2 separate regions of the Mus musculus genome follow, and region 2 is linked to region 1. The links are chromatin contacts, called in public Hi-C maps. All regions are on one chromosome and are shown on one strand. The core of a region is the stretch at or near the end of the contact, and the rest is flanking DNA. Distances in the headings are between cores, read along the strand shown.

The links. A called contact is a pair of places that touch in the nucleus more often than the background predicts.
Region 2: a Hi-C map of liver shows a contact between it and region 1, with 7 times the contacts expected there. A contact is called at or near these places in 18 of 484 Hi-C or Micro-C datasets (the C10 cell line, bone marrow-derived macrophages, cumulus cells and 9 more), 5 of 130 datasets of targeted methods (the HPC-7 cell line, the NIH/3T3 cell line, embryonic stem cells and 2 more) and 2 of 9 other capture datasets (embryonic stem cells and macrophages).

What each region holds. Positions count from the first base shown.
Region 1 is chr19:32,519,096-32,525,319 of GRCm38.p6, forward strand. No RefSeq gene overlaps it. Among named protein-coding and RNA genes, the nearest start is that of Gm36419, 21 kb to the right of the region's middle.
Region 2 is chr19:32,664,563-32,671,200 of GRCm38.p6, forward strand. It overlaps Papss2 (3'-phosphoadenosine 5'-phosphosulfate synthase 2), which reads left to right. Exons shown (of 13, transcript NM_011864.3): 12 at 1-88; 13 at 864-2,625. The coding sequence ends at 1,005. Among named protein-coding and RNA genes, the nearest start is that of Atad1, 44 kb to the right of the region's middle.

The DNA.
Region 1 (6,224 bases), core at 2,791-5,290:
AGCTCACTAATGACACTTGGAACTTGGCTGCCTTCTGCCAAACCTAAGCTGAAAATAAGCATTCATTCATTTGCTCTTTGTGGCTATGACCCTGAATTTGTGTCACAGATCACTGAATTGTCTCTTAGCCATTATTCTGATTTTTTCCTTCTGAACACCCGGTACACCTGGAAGCCCTTTTCACTTGCAAGCATCCCACTTACACCCGTTCAACGCTAACATTTATGTGTGAGAGCAGCTGTTTTGTGTGGCAGGCCTGCCACAAGATGAGATTTGTCTTGCTTTTCATGCCTGCCAGTTCGTAACACCACAAACTTTTCTTCACCATCATCTCTTCTTGTGGCCACCAGGCTGCCTTGGAGGCAAATGCCACGTCCTTATCAGGCCACGCTCCAAGACCGTTGCCTGGTTCCTAACTGTGATGAGGAAGCCTGAGTTTGAAGTCACGGATGACCCCTTGATCATTAATTGGGAAAATGCCTTACAGTTGGATCTCATGGAGGCATTTCCTCAACTGAAGCTCCTTTCTCTGTGATACCTCCAGCTGTGTCAAGTTGACACAAAACTAGCCAGTACAGAATGTAAGCAGCCATCCTTCTAAGCCACAGAGCTGGGAAGATGACAAGGATGACCCTTTTTTGGATAACCCTTGTGTGACTGGGAAACTTGTTTGAGTATTTTATTACATTATATGTAAAACAGCCACTGTGGAAAATGAGAGGAGGGCTGGAAGTTTTTTATTTTCTCTAATTTTCTTTCTACCAAGCTCAGTTCTAGTTGTCTTTTCCTTTCCTTTCCCTTTCCCTTTCCCTTTCCCTTTCCCTTTCCCTTTCCCTTTCCCTTTCCCTTTCCCTTTCCCTTTCCCTTTCCCTTTCCCCTTCCCCTTCCCCTTCCTCTTCCCCTTCCTCTTCCCCTTCCTTTCCGTTCCTCTTTCACTTTTTTTTTTTTAAGTTTATTGAGTACACTGTAAGTGAGTGGCAGGCTGGCCAATCACAAGAGTGGGGCCCGTAGCCAATACTGATTGTCTTGTCTGAATGTCAACAGTGTAGAAACTGAGGATGGAGAGATGGCTCATTCTGAACAGCTTGCTGCTCGGTCACGAGGACCTGAGTTCGTATCTGTGGCATCCACGTGAAAGGCCAGGCACAATGGCACACATCTGTAATCCCAGGGCTGTAGAGGCAGAGATGGGTTAGTCCCCAGAGCTCAAGGACCACCTAGCTTCACTGAAACTCTGAGCTCCAAAACGTAATGTGGAAATCAACTGGGGAAGACACTTAATATCAACCTCTGATTTCTACACACCTGAATATGCAGTTGGTGCACACACGAAGCTGTACATACACCTAATGCTTTGAGAAACTTTCAACAAAATAAATATTTGGGAAAAATAATTAGGGCTGTTTGCTTGTTCATTCACTTGGTTGATTTGGTTTGAGTTTTTGTTTGTTTGCTGTTTGAAACAAAGTCCTTCTGTGTATCCCTGGCTAGCCTAATACTCTTTATGTGTAGAGAACTTTTAATCCAGCAACATGGCTGCTCTGGCAAGGGATCACACTCAAAGAGCTTCTAGGTCTCTGTGATCTGGCTGGAATGCAGACACACTTTAGTGCACACCTTTAATCCCTAACAATAAAGGTAAGGTTCGTTTGTAGAAGGAAGCAGCCATGTTTGAAAGTCCTGTCTAACTGGGGGGCAGACAAAGTGACAAATCAGAAAAAGATTTGACAGAATGAGTCAGAGATAGGATACGCCCAACTCGCACCAGCACAGGAGAGGCTATGGAAGGGGGGGGGGAGGGCTGGAGGAGAGAGGTGGTGTGTGTGTATGACAGTTTTACAAAGGCAGGTTGCAGAGAGATCAAGCTAGACACAAGTGAAAACAGAATGAGCCAGAAAATGAGAATGAGCCAGAAGATTAGAACAGATTGCTGATGTTAGTATGAGGCCAAGCAGAGCAATTCAGGGAGACACAGAGAGAAGCCAGATTGAGTCAGTCAACTTGGTAGATCAGATTATACGAAGGCTAAGAGCTTCTAGGCCTAGCCTAGGCATAGTTAGAACAGAGGAAGAAATGCTCTGGGCTCAGCCCAAGCCATGGATTTGCACAGCTTGGGCGTAGCTCTCATCTCATCACTTCCACTGAGGAAATAAAACAGACATTTACAGTTATGTGGTTAGGTTGGCCTCAGATGCTTAGCAGTCCTCCTGTCTCAGCCTCTCAGTGTTAGGATGATAGGCCTCTTTCTGCCCAAGAAATGTTTATGCAATCCCAGAATATAAGTTTATAATATATGTATACAAATCGAACATTTGGTGATAAGAAACAGTTGTTTGGTAAACATATAATTCTACATTTTATTTAAAAAAAACAAGTTTACATACTATTAAGATAAGTGTGCTTTTTAAAAAGAGCAGCAGTACTTTCTTTTAAAAAAAAGATAGATTTATTTATTATGTATACAGTATTCTGCCTAAATATATGCCTGCTCACCAGAAGAGGGCAGCAAATCTCATTATAGATGTTTTTGAGCCACCATGTGTTTGCTGGGAATTGAACTCAGGACCTCTGGAAGAGCAGTCAGTGCTCTTAACCACTGAGCCATCTCTCCAGCCCGTGTGTGCTTATTTTTACTTAATTAAAATCATGGTCGAATGCTTGATACTGCAGAATGTAGGACATCTTCAACATTTCTCAGAGTTAATCAGTGCTTTGAATAATCTATACGGAGAACTCTGCTTTGCATAAATACATAGCAAAGAATGGTAGTGGCAATTTTTAAGGTAACTTCAGAAATAGTTGGAATTTCTATCCTAATCCCAAGCCAAACTTCACAGCTATCTCTTACGAAATGTAGGTCAACAACTCAGAAACAGCAATTCTTAAAATCAAACTTACTTTCTTTCTCTCTCTCTCTCTCTCTCTCTCTCTCTTTTTTTTTTTTTTTTTTTTTTTTTTTTTTAGAATGGATCAATTTGCATTTTTCCACATACTGGCTGACACTTAAGCCAGCAACATTGGCTGATATGCTGTCTTTTTTTCACTGGATGGTTTTGGCTTCTTTGTCACATATCAAGTGACTATAGGTGTGTGAGTTCAATTGTGGCTCTTTAATTCTATTCCCTTGAACTACCTGTCTCTCTCTGTGTACCAATACCATGTGGTTTTTAGGACTAAAAAAAATCAAACTTTCTAACACAATAAAATCCAAAGATATATGAATTTGATACTTTATATGGTATGGGCAATAGAAAAATGTTCCAAGACTCTGTTTTCCATTAACCCACTATATTAGCGTGCAGTAAAAACTTTATATGTGCAGTAAAAAAACAGAGCAGTTCATACTGCACGTCATGTCTCATGTCTGAACTGAGGTGTTTCGGGCTGTGCCCATTGGTGTTGGATGGCGTCGCATGATACACAGTCCTTGTGTGTGCTCAGAACCAGGGCTGCAGAAAGGCAAGAAAGGCAAGAGTACCAGAATCATCCAAGACTTGTTGCACATTTGATTTGTTTATTAATCTTGTTTGTACTTTCAGAAACCTTTTACTATTGCTGATTTGTTTTTGTTTTGTTGTTGTTGTTTTCTTTTGCAACTCTCTCCCCACATTGAATTATGTGACTTCCATATGGTGTAGCAGCCCACAGTGTAAGAAGCTGTGGACTGTCTGAGCGTACATTGGTGAAATCTGTCACCAGACACGGGCAGCTAGGAAAAACCTGTTTGATTCTGAATGCTTTTCTTATCCTTGGGGTCTGTCCACTGGCTTCCCTTCCTTGAGGGAATCTTTCTTTCTCTCACCTTCCTTAGAATGCAGAAGAGTAGGCGTGCTCCCAGAAGCTGTTGATAGTTGGAGATCATGCTGAGGGAGGGTGCCTTCCTGACTGATCTATTTTAGCTGTAGAATAGCAGTGCCCTTATCTAACCAAATACTGTAGGCCGAGGGAAGTCCCTGGATCTCCGTACCATGCTACAGAGTTCAAGGACTCCATCAGCCAGGGCGTTCAAAAGGCAAGATAGAAACAGTTGTCTTTTTCCTGGTCCTGAGCCCAACACAGGACACTCCCAGATGTGCATACAGACCTCGGAGTAGGTGGACTCTACACTGTCTAACCATGTTGCAAGGCTTCAGGTTTTCTAATAAAGAGGGTGAGGTCGCCAGGGTCACACTCAGGAGCTTCTCCAACCTGCTTCTAATTTTGCTTCAGACATCGACCTGCTGGAGGTGAGAAAAATCAGGAAAACCTTTTCAAGCTCCAACTGCTGTTGGCCTCTGTGGTGGGAACGTTTCCTGGAGTGTATTCACCCCAGATAGGACCCTACCCCAGATAGCACTGAAGGAATGTATCAATTTGCATTTTTCCATATACTGGCTGACACTTAAGCCAGCAACATTGGCTGATATGCTGTCTTTTTTTCACTGGATGGTTTTGGCTTCTTTGTCACAGATCAAGTGACCATAGGTGTGTGAGTTCAATTGTGGCTCTTTAATTCTATTCCCTTGAACTACCTGTCTCTCTCTGTGTACCAATACCATGTGGTTTTTAGGACTAAAAAAAATCAAACTTTCCAACACAATAAAATCCAAAGATATACGAATTTGATACTTTATATGGTATGCCACTGTGCCTAGCTTTGTGAACCGGTGAGTTTATCAGGCTTACCTAATGGAATACAGAGGACCCTTAAAACACCAGCATCACTGGAAGTCCCAACCAAGCACGAGTGTAGACCTCTCAAACACTGCAAAGATAGAGGCCCCTTTGCCTAACTGTTTACCGCCTAGTCACCCGAGGTAGCAGTGTGCAGCTGTGTACAGTTGCATGAGGGAACAAGTGCTGCTTAGGAGGTAGGGCGTGGCTGGCCTCCCTGGTAAGTCTCTGAAGCTTTCCCTTCCTCCTATGAATGACTGTGCATAGTCTTGCTGCCATTTCCTGCCAGTACTCAAAGCTGCTGATTCAGATGCTAACGGCCATGCTATGCTCAGAGGACAACATTCCACAGCAGTCTCACTCTTACAAAAAAAAAAGTGCTAAAAGCGTGTCTAGCAGACCTCCACGTTGCTTCAGACACCTCTTTCCACCTCCCAAAATCTCTGATTACTGTGTATGTATGTCATAAGCACTTTCCTAGATGGATACCTGTGTTCATTGGCATTCGCTCAAACACGTGTACAAGAGCCAGTCCTAAGGGAATCATCTCATGTAACGTTATAGCATACCCTAAAATTCTCCTACCCAGCGATAGACGTGGTGTTAGATTATAAATAGGTTCTGTATATTATAGAATAGCACTGGGCGGGGACCATACCTACACCTGAGAAGCCCTGGAGCACAGGAAGATTAAGTTTTCCACTTCATCCTGATACTGCGGTTAGTGCTATGAGGCCCATCTGGCCAGTGAGAAGATGGTGGAAGTTAGTGGTGCTATTTTATATTTCCTATAACACTTTAGGCTCCATCTAAATTGGCTTCAGCTCCCTCGGGACTAGCAGTGGAATTAGGACACGTTTATTTGGGGCTTTGTAGTCTGTTTCCATGATGCAGACTAATTGTGAACTACTGGACTCTCTGACTGCATCCCTGCCATAGAAATGTGTTCCAGATGCTGCTGCCCTTTGCCCCCTGGGGCCACTGGCTGTAATTGCTGAGACCAGGAAGTTGTAAGAAATGGAAGCTAGAAACAACTTAGGATGGGAGCCTCATGTCCAACCTCTTCAGTTTCTCCTGTCTCCCATGCCAGCTGATCGAACCACATGCTTAGTCTAGAAGGTTTTTTTGTTTGTTTGTTTGTTTGTTTTTTAGTTCATCAGGGGGTTGGACAGGCTCTTGATTCTTTTCTCTTAATTACACTCATTTATTTGTTGGGGTAGGAGGTGCATGCCGCTGTGTACTTGTGAAGGTCAGAGGACAACTTGTGGGAATCGGTTCTCTCCATCCGACATGTGGGTCTCCAGGATGGAGCTCATTGTTGGCCATGGAAGCAAGTGCCTTTACTCTCCGAACCATCTTGCTGGTCCAAGTTCATTGATTCTTGTATTAAACCATAACCTAGAATTATATCTGAAGTTTTTCAGAGCAAGGCACATGTACTGGCTGGTTTTGTGTGTCAACTTGACACAGGTTGGAGTTATCACAGAGAAAGGAGCTTCAGTTGAGGAAGTGCCTCCATGAGATCCAGCTGTAAGGCATTTTCTCAATTAGTGATCAAGGGAGAAAGGCCC
Region 2 (6,638 bases), core at 3,754-6,253, 150 kb after region 1:
CTGGCCTTACCTCTGTGGAAATAATTCCGTTCCGAGTGGCTGCCTACAATAAAATTAAAAAGGCCATGGACTTTTATGATCCAGCAAGGTAGGTTTCTGGAGAAAAAAAAAATTAATTGACATGACAACTGTCCTGATGAGGGAAAACTTTGACCCTCTGGAAAAAGTCTCCAGTCTACAGGCTTCCAATGGGAAAGACACCCTTGAGTTATAGACCTGCTCTTGCAAATGCTGTGTCCCCTGACATTGTTGGCAGAGTCCTCTGCATGTAGGTGTTGGTCTGTAAACATTTCTCTTTGGTCCGATGGATATAGCTTACTAGCAGAATACTTGCCTAGCATTTGCACAGCCCTGGCTTTGATCTCCAGGAACCCCACAGAAAGTTCTTGAGCTGGGCATAGTGCTACATGCCGACAGTCACAGCACAAGGGAGCTAGAGGCAGGCTGGTCATCTTTGGCTACATCAAGCTTTAGGCCAGGCTAGGCTATATGAAACTCCATAGATCTGCCTTATGTAGACACCTAACACCTAACCTTTAAGTGAAAGGACATGGGGAGAGACGCTTTTCAATGAGCACTTATGGCACATGTCTGTTCCATACCAACTTCACACAACAAGTTAATCTCTGGCCTCAAGATATAAAAGAGAGGTGTGCAAGAACCACTGTGCAAACACCTGCTTTTATCCCTTCTTTGTTCCACAAGATTCGGAGCTAAAGACTGAGACAACTGCCCATTTTAAAACATTTGGCTGTTTACAGAAAAAAGAAAAAAAATGCAAAATAAAATCAGCAATGTAGCCCCAGGGATCTTTAAAGAGCTGCTACTTCCCTCTGCTGAACTCTCTGTTGCTGTACTGACAGGCACGAGGAGTTTGACTTCATCTCAGGAACTCGCATGAGGAAGCTCGCCCGGGAAGGAGAAGATCCCCCAGATGGCTTCATGGCCCCGAAAGCGTGGAAAGTGTTGACAGATTACTACAGGTCTCTGGAGAAGACCAACTAGGTGCTCCTGGCTCTGGCTTCTTCCTCAAGTGCTCTCTGACGATTTTTTTTTTCTATTTTTGTGATTTAGCTGCTCTGTATCCAATTGCTTCTCGGTGACTTTTTAAAGCTAGTATTTTTGCAATGAAGTAAAAAGCTGTAACCATAATTTAAAACCAAGTTCATTATGTCTATGAAGCTCACACTGGAGACTGAGTCTTAGGTGAAAGCAATATCGTTGTACGTTCCAGAATGAAAGCATTTGCACTGTACACTTCATCTCAGCCACTATGTCTCAGATTTCTTAAAAATGTAACTGTGTGGCTAGCTGACTAGCCCAGAACAGAATCATACTTTCCAGCTTACTTGTGCCAGCCTGGAATCTCAATGTCACTTACCAAAAGAAAACACACACACACACACACACACACACATACATACACACACACACACACACATATACATACACACACACTGTCGCTTTGAAGGAAATGTGTTATATCAGGACTCTTACTTCATAACTACACATACCATCACTGCCCAATGTACGAGCTGAAGATGCAACTGGAAGAAAAATTCATGTGAAGATGTAAATTAAGTCTTAAAGAACAATGTAATTTATGTCTGCCATGAAAATGTCATCATCCAATAGAGAGAGACGCTCTAATGGCCTTCTATGAATAGTTACTCTAGTTTGGCTGGCACTTTTCAAAAGCATGGTATGCTTGGATCAAAACAACCCCCCCCCCAGACTAAACCACCAGGGTATATTGTAGACTACTTTCCCCACACTTTGCTGTGGCCATAGTTATTATAGAAGCACCTAAGTGATCGCTGTAATCAAAACCAACCCACATTATTAATGAGAAGCTAAAACTTGATTTCTGTAGCAAAGATAAAATCCAAACATCATCCTAGTGAAGATATATACACATAAGCTTTGAGAGCTGCTGAGCACTGTAATATACAAAGTTGACATTAGTGAATACTGCCGACACTGAAAGACTGACCATCCTCCTAAGCTAGGGCCCTGCCTACCCTAGACAACACAGGAAGAGGTTCCGATTTCCTGAAGCTACTTAGTGAAGCTCTCCTTGAGGATGCTAAGAAGCAACCACCTTGGAGACCGAAGGTTTAGGGTATCCCAAACTCTTGATGTTATAAGTTTCCAGAATGAACCTGTTGTGAGATGTCCTTTGATGGTTTATTTGCTAAGAGGGAATTTTGGTATTTTATGCATGGTTCATTGTTGCCAAGAAATACATAAGAGAAAAGGCATCTTTACATACAGGTTTCTTTGGAAGAGACCACAGACTGAAAAGAGAAACTGATTTTTTTCATACTGCCACGTTTTTTAAAAATGCTAGGAAAAGCTCTACTGAGAGTAAGTTATATACTGTGACCACAGCAAAGTGAGTCTTCGACTGTATGGCGCCTGTGCTCACTTACATCAGAGCTATTTATTCACTGCTGCCTTTAAAACTATGTCTTCACTGAAAACGTGACAGGGTTGTAGTGCCTTCTTAGCATATGAAGTTGTGATTTTAAGACAGTAGAGTGCCTTTCTGCTGTAGCACACAGCATAACTGTTTCAGTGTCCCGCTGGTACCTGTTCTTATTCAATAAATCTCTCAAAAGACCACGTTGACTGGTGATTTTGGTTACTGCCTCAGTGGCCATGTCAGGGGGTCATAGCAATGTCTAACTGGAGAGCAGTATCTACTCTCTTCTAGGCGCCCTTATTCACATCATTTTCACACTTGACTTTCAGATGTAAATGACTCATAGTCTTAGCTGGACACCTGCTTCTCCGAGGTGACTGGGTTACTTATGAAATTCTACCCAGAATTTCACTGCAGGACAATCTAAGGTGATGAAGCCAAAGCCCTTGCTCTTATAGGTATAGATCTTATCTTCAGACCCTCCTTAGCAGCCAGTATTCTGTGTGCCTAAGGCAGTACATTTCCACTCTCATGCTGGGGGAAGGTGGGCCGCTAGGCACAAAGCTCTTGCTTCTTCCTGAGTGCCTGATGTACTTCTAATGGCATCATGCAAGTTTTCTGCTACTTCACCACAAATATTAGTAGTGTAATCGCCAATGCAAAGCTATCACCTGGTGCTGAGTCATGGCTCAGCAGGTAGACTGTTTGCCTAGCATGCACACAGGCCTTGGTTTGATTCTCAGCACTGTATAAATCAGACACAGTGGCACATACTTGTTTATCCCAGTGTTGGGAGGTAGAGGCAGGCATATTAGAAGTACAATGTTTCCTAGGCTATGGAGTGAGTTTGAAACTAACCTGGGCTGCATAAGATCCAGTCTCAAAAAAAAAAAATTAATTAATTAAAAAAAAATGAGTGAATGGTATCATTTGTAGTTCCTTTGTTGTTTTCTCCTCAGATCATAGTTGGTGACTCCTATTATCAATTAGTAGGGTACACAAGTCCAAGAAATGTCTATGATCATGTGTCACTCTTAAGGAAGTGCAAACAAATCCTGGAAAAGCATACATAAATCAATCAGTCAGACCTTACATCAGTGTACTGGCAGGTGTTATGTGTCAACTTGACACAGCTGGGGTTATCACAGAGAAAGGAGCTTCAGTTGAGGAAATGCCTCCATGAGATACAACTGTAAGGCATTTTCTCAATTAGTGATCAAGGGCGAAAGGCCCCTTGTGGGTGGGATCATCTCTGGGCTGGTAGTCTTGGGTTTTATAAGAGAGCAGGCTGAGCAAGCCAGGAGAGCCAGCAAGTAAGGAACATCCCTCCATGGCTTCTGCATCAGCTCCTGCTTCCTGACCTGCTTGAGTTCCAGTCCTGACTTCCTTGGTGATGAACAGCAGTATGGAAGTGTAAGCTGAATAAACCCTTTCCTCCACAACTTGCTTCTTGGTCATGATGTTTGTGCAGGAATAGAAACCCTGACTAAGGCCATCAGTATTTATCAGGCCCCAATATTTCTTTCTAACCCATCTGTCCTGCAAATAAACAATCTTGGTTCCTCAAGAACAGCAAGTTTGCATTCCCCTCCCCCATTTCCCACTTTTCTATGAGGCATCTGAGTCTTGCAAGCATTTATATTCTGCATAGGTGTCCTTCCAGGCAAGAAACCAGTGAATCTAACAGACGAGCTAGTTGTTCTTGTGCCTAAAGGTTTAAGGGGACGATGCAGCTTTTGAATGACTCAAATGTCCATTGTCTACTAATAGGCAGTTAGAGACCGTCTGTATAGGGATGCTGATCTTTCCCAACCCTGGCATCAACATAGTTCCTTGGGGAATACTTTTACTGGGTCGCACAGAACAGTTACCAAACGAAGATGGCACTCAAACGGTTCACTATATGCATTCCAAAGTTATTTTACTTAAATTAGTAAAAACAAATGGGCTACTTGCTAGATTTGAACATTTTAGCCAGGTTCTAGAGGTAAAAAAAAAAACTATTTTATTATGAGGCTAGCAAATCAGAGTGGGGAAAACAATTTTTAAAAACAACAAAAAACAAACAAACAAACAAACAACCCAAAAGAAAACAAGCCAACCCTCTTCATTTGGAGAGAAGTAAGCCATTCAGAGGTAAGCTTGGCCTTACCTTGGCAGTATTAGTGCAGAGAGTAGACCAGTATGAATGGAGGAAGGATCTGTGTGTTTATCTGCCAGGGATATTTTGCAAAGATGAGGGTAATTCAGGAGAGATTGAAGACAACAGTGTATTTATTGGGACAAACTGCAAGGGCAAACACACCTACAAAAATAGACCGCTAGGCTACAATCCCGCTACTTTGAATTTTGTCAAGAACATGCCAGGAAAGGGTCTAGATGCCTTGTATGTTCTCAAGATGACTGGATTCCACCTTTCAGAATTAAAAACAAATGAAAGCGACAAGCATCTGAAGGTGGAACCCAAACTCCTCCCAGCTCCAAAAAACAAGATGGAAAAGCTGGTATCGGGGTGAGTAGGGGCTCAGCCAAGCCAGCCAACTTGTTCAGTTAAAGACACCGCACAGGTCCAGTGCAACTAGGACTGGAACAGGCAACGATCTGCCCTTTACTCTTGTCAGAGGAAAGGTCTTGCACTCACTGGAAACAAAAACCTGTGTTTTGTTTCACTTTCCACAGCTCTCTTGTATCAGCCAGCTAGTATAAAAACATTAAGTTATTTTACCTAGGCAGAGTTGGCCATAGTAAATAGCACTCCAAGCGAAAGAACTTAGCAGGGTCCCACACACCAGCCCTTGGAAGCCTGTCCACAGGAATGGCTCCCTTCTCATTCTCTGCACACCCACTGGGTTACCTGTGGTTCACAGTCAGCTGGCTAACTGCCACTCTAGTTTGTCCAACACTCTCTCCAGAAGTTTTTAGAATGAATTTACCCATCTCCTTTTGTTCTTAGTCTCAATGTCTCCAACAGACCCCTATACTCAATGCCATCTATTTTAATAACCCAAGGAGTTCTCAGAACAACAGGCAAAGTTCCTGAAGGCCAATGAAGGAATAATAGAAGGCCTTGAGCAATCTTTGCTAAAAATAAAACCCATTTGGAGCTCAATATTTAGATCGGTTCCTTCAGCTCCCCTCTGAGGCCAGGCATCCCACCTGCTTCAAATAAATTATTTTCTAGATTATCTACAGTTGGTTGCTGCCAACAGAATCCTAGTTGGGTAGTCTTTCTAAGATTGACTAAGGCCTAGATGTGCCTGTGAAGAGGCATAATGACATATGCTATCTGTAGAGTATCTGATTTCTGAAATCTAATGCATCTTTAAAACAATGTGGTCCACCGGGCGTGGTGGCGCACGCCTTTAATCCCAGCACTCGGGAGGCAGAGGCAGGCAGATTTCTAAGTTCGAGGCCAGCCTGGTCTACAAAGTGAGCTCCAGGACAGCCAGGGCTTTACAGAGAAACCCTGTCTCGAAAAACCAAAACAAACAAACAAACAAAACCCAAAACAACAATGTGGTCTACATTATGTCTTGATTACACATTTATATATCCGTTATCAATTCTTTTTGGTGTTTGGTTAGAACTGCGCCATCATGGTGGCCATTGAGGCTCCAGGCACTAGGAAAACTGATGCAGGAGTTTCAGGACAGCCTGGGAGACCCTCTCTCAAAAACAAACACCTGAACTGTCATGGTTTCCAAACCCATGTTTTTTATGTGTCCCACAACATAGCACTAACATTCACTTCATCTTAGTTCAAAGCACAAAAGCTATCTAAAACCAGTCTCAAAATTTTGATTTATGTGTGTTTATCATGTGAGTATGGCTGCTTGCAGGCACCAGGAGTTTGCCTTGGAGTCTCTGAAATGGGAATGTCAGAAAATTGTGCGGGAAGGAACTGGGTGCTGGGAATGAACCTTGTGTCCTTTGAAGAGCAGCATGCACGCTCTTAACTGCTGAGCCATCATTTCAGTCTCCACAAAAAAAAAGGTTTAGAACTGTAAATATTAAGACTACCACAAAAACCACCCCATCAGAATTTTAGTAATACTCTCACTGGCTACTATCATAAACGGTTGTAACAATTACCAGGTTTGCCAGCATGTCTTCAATTAACATTGTGAAATGACTTTCTTGATTTGATTTCATTTACATGGTAACTCTTAGCTACTTTAGTAGGTTCAGTTAGATTGTTTCATATGGATCAGAT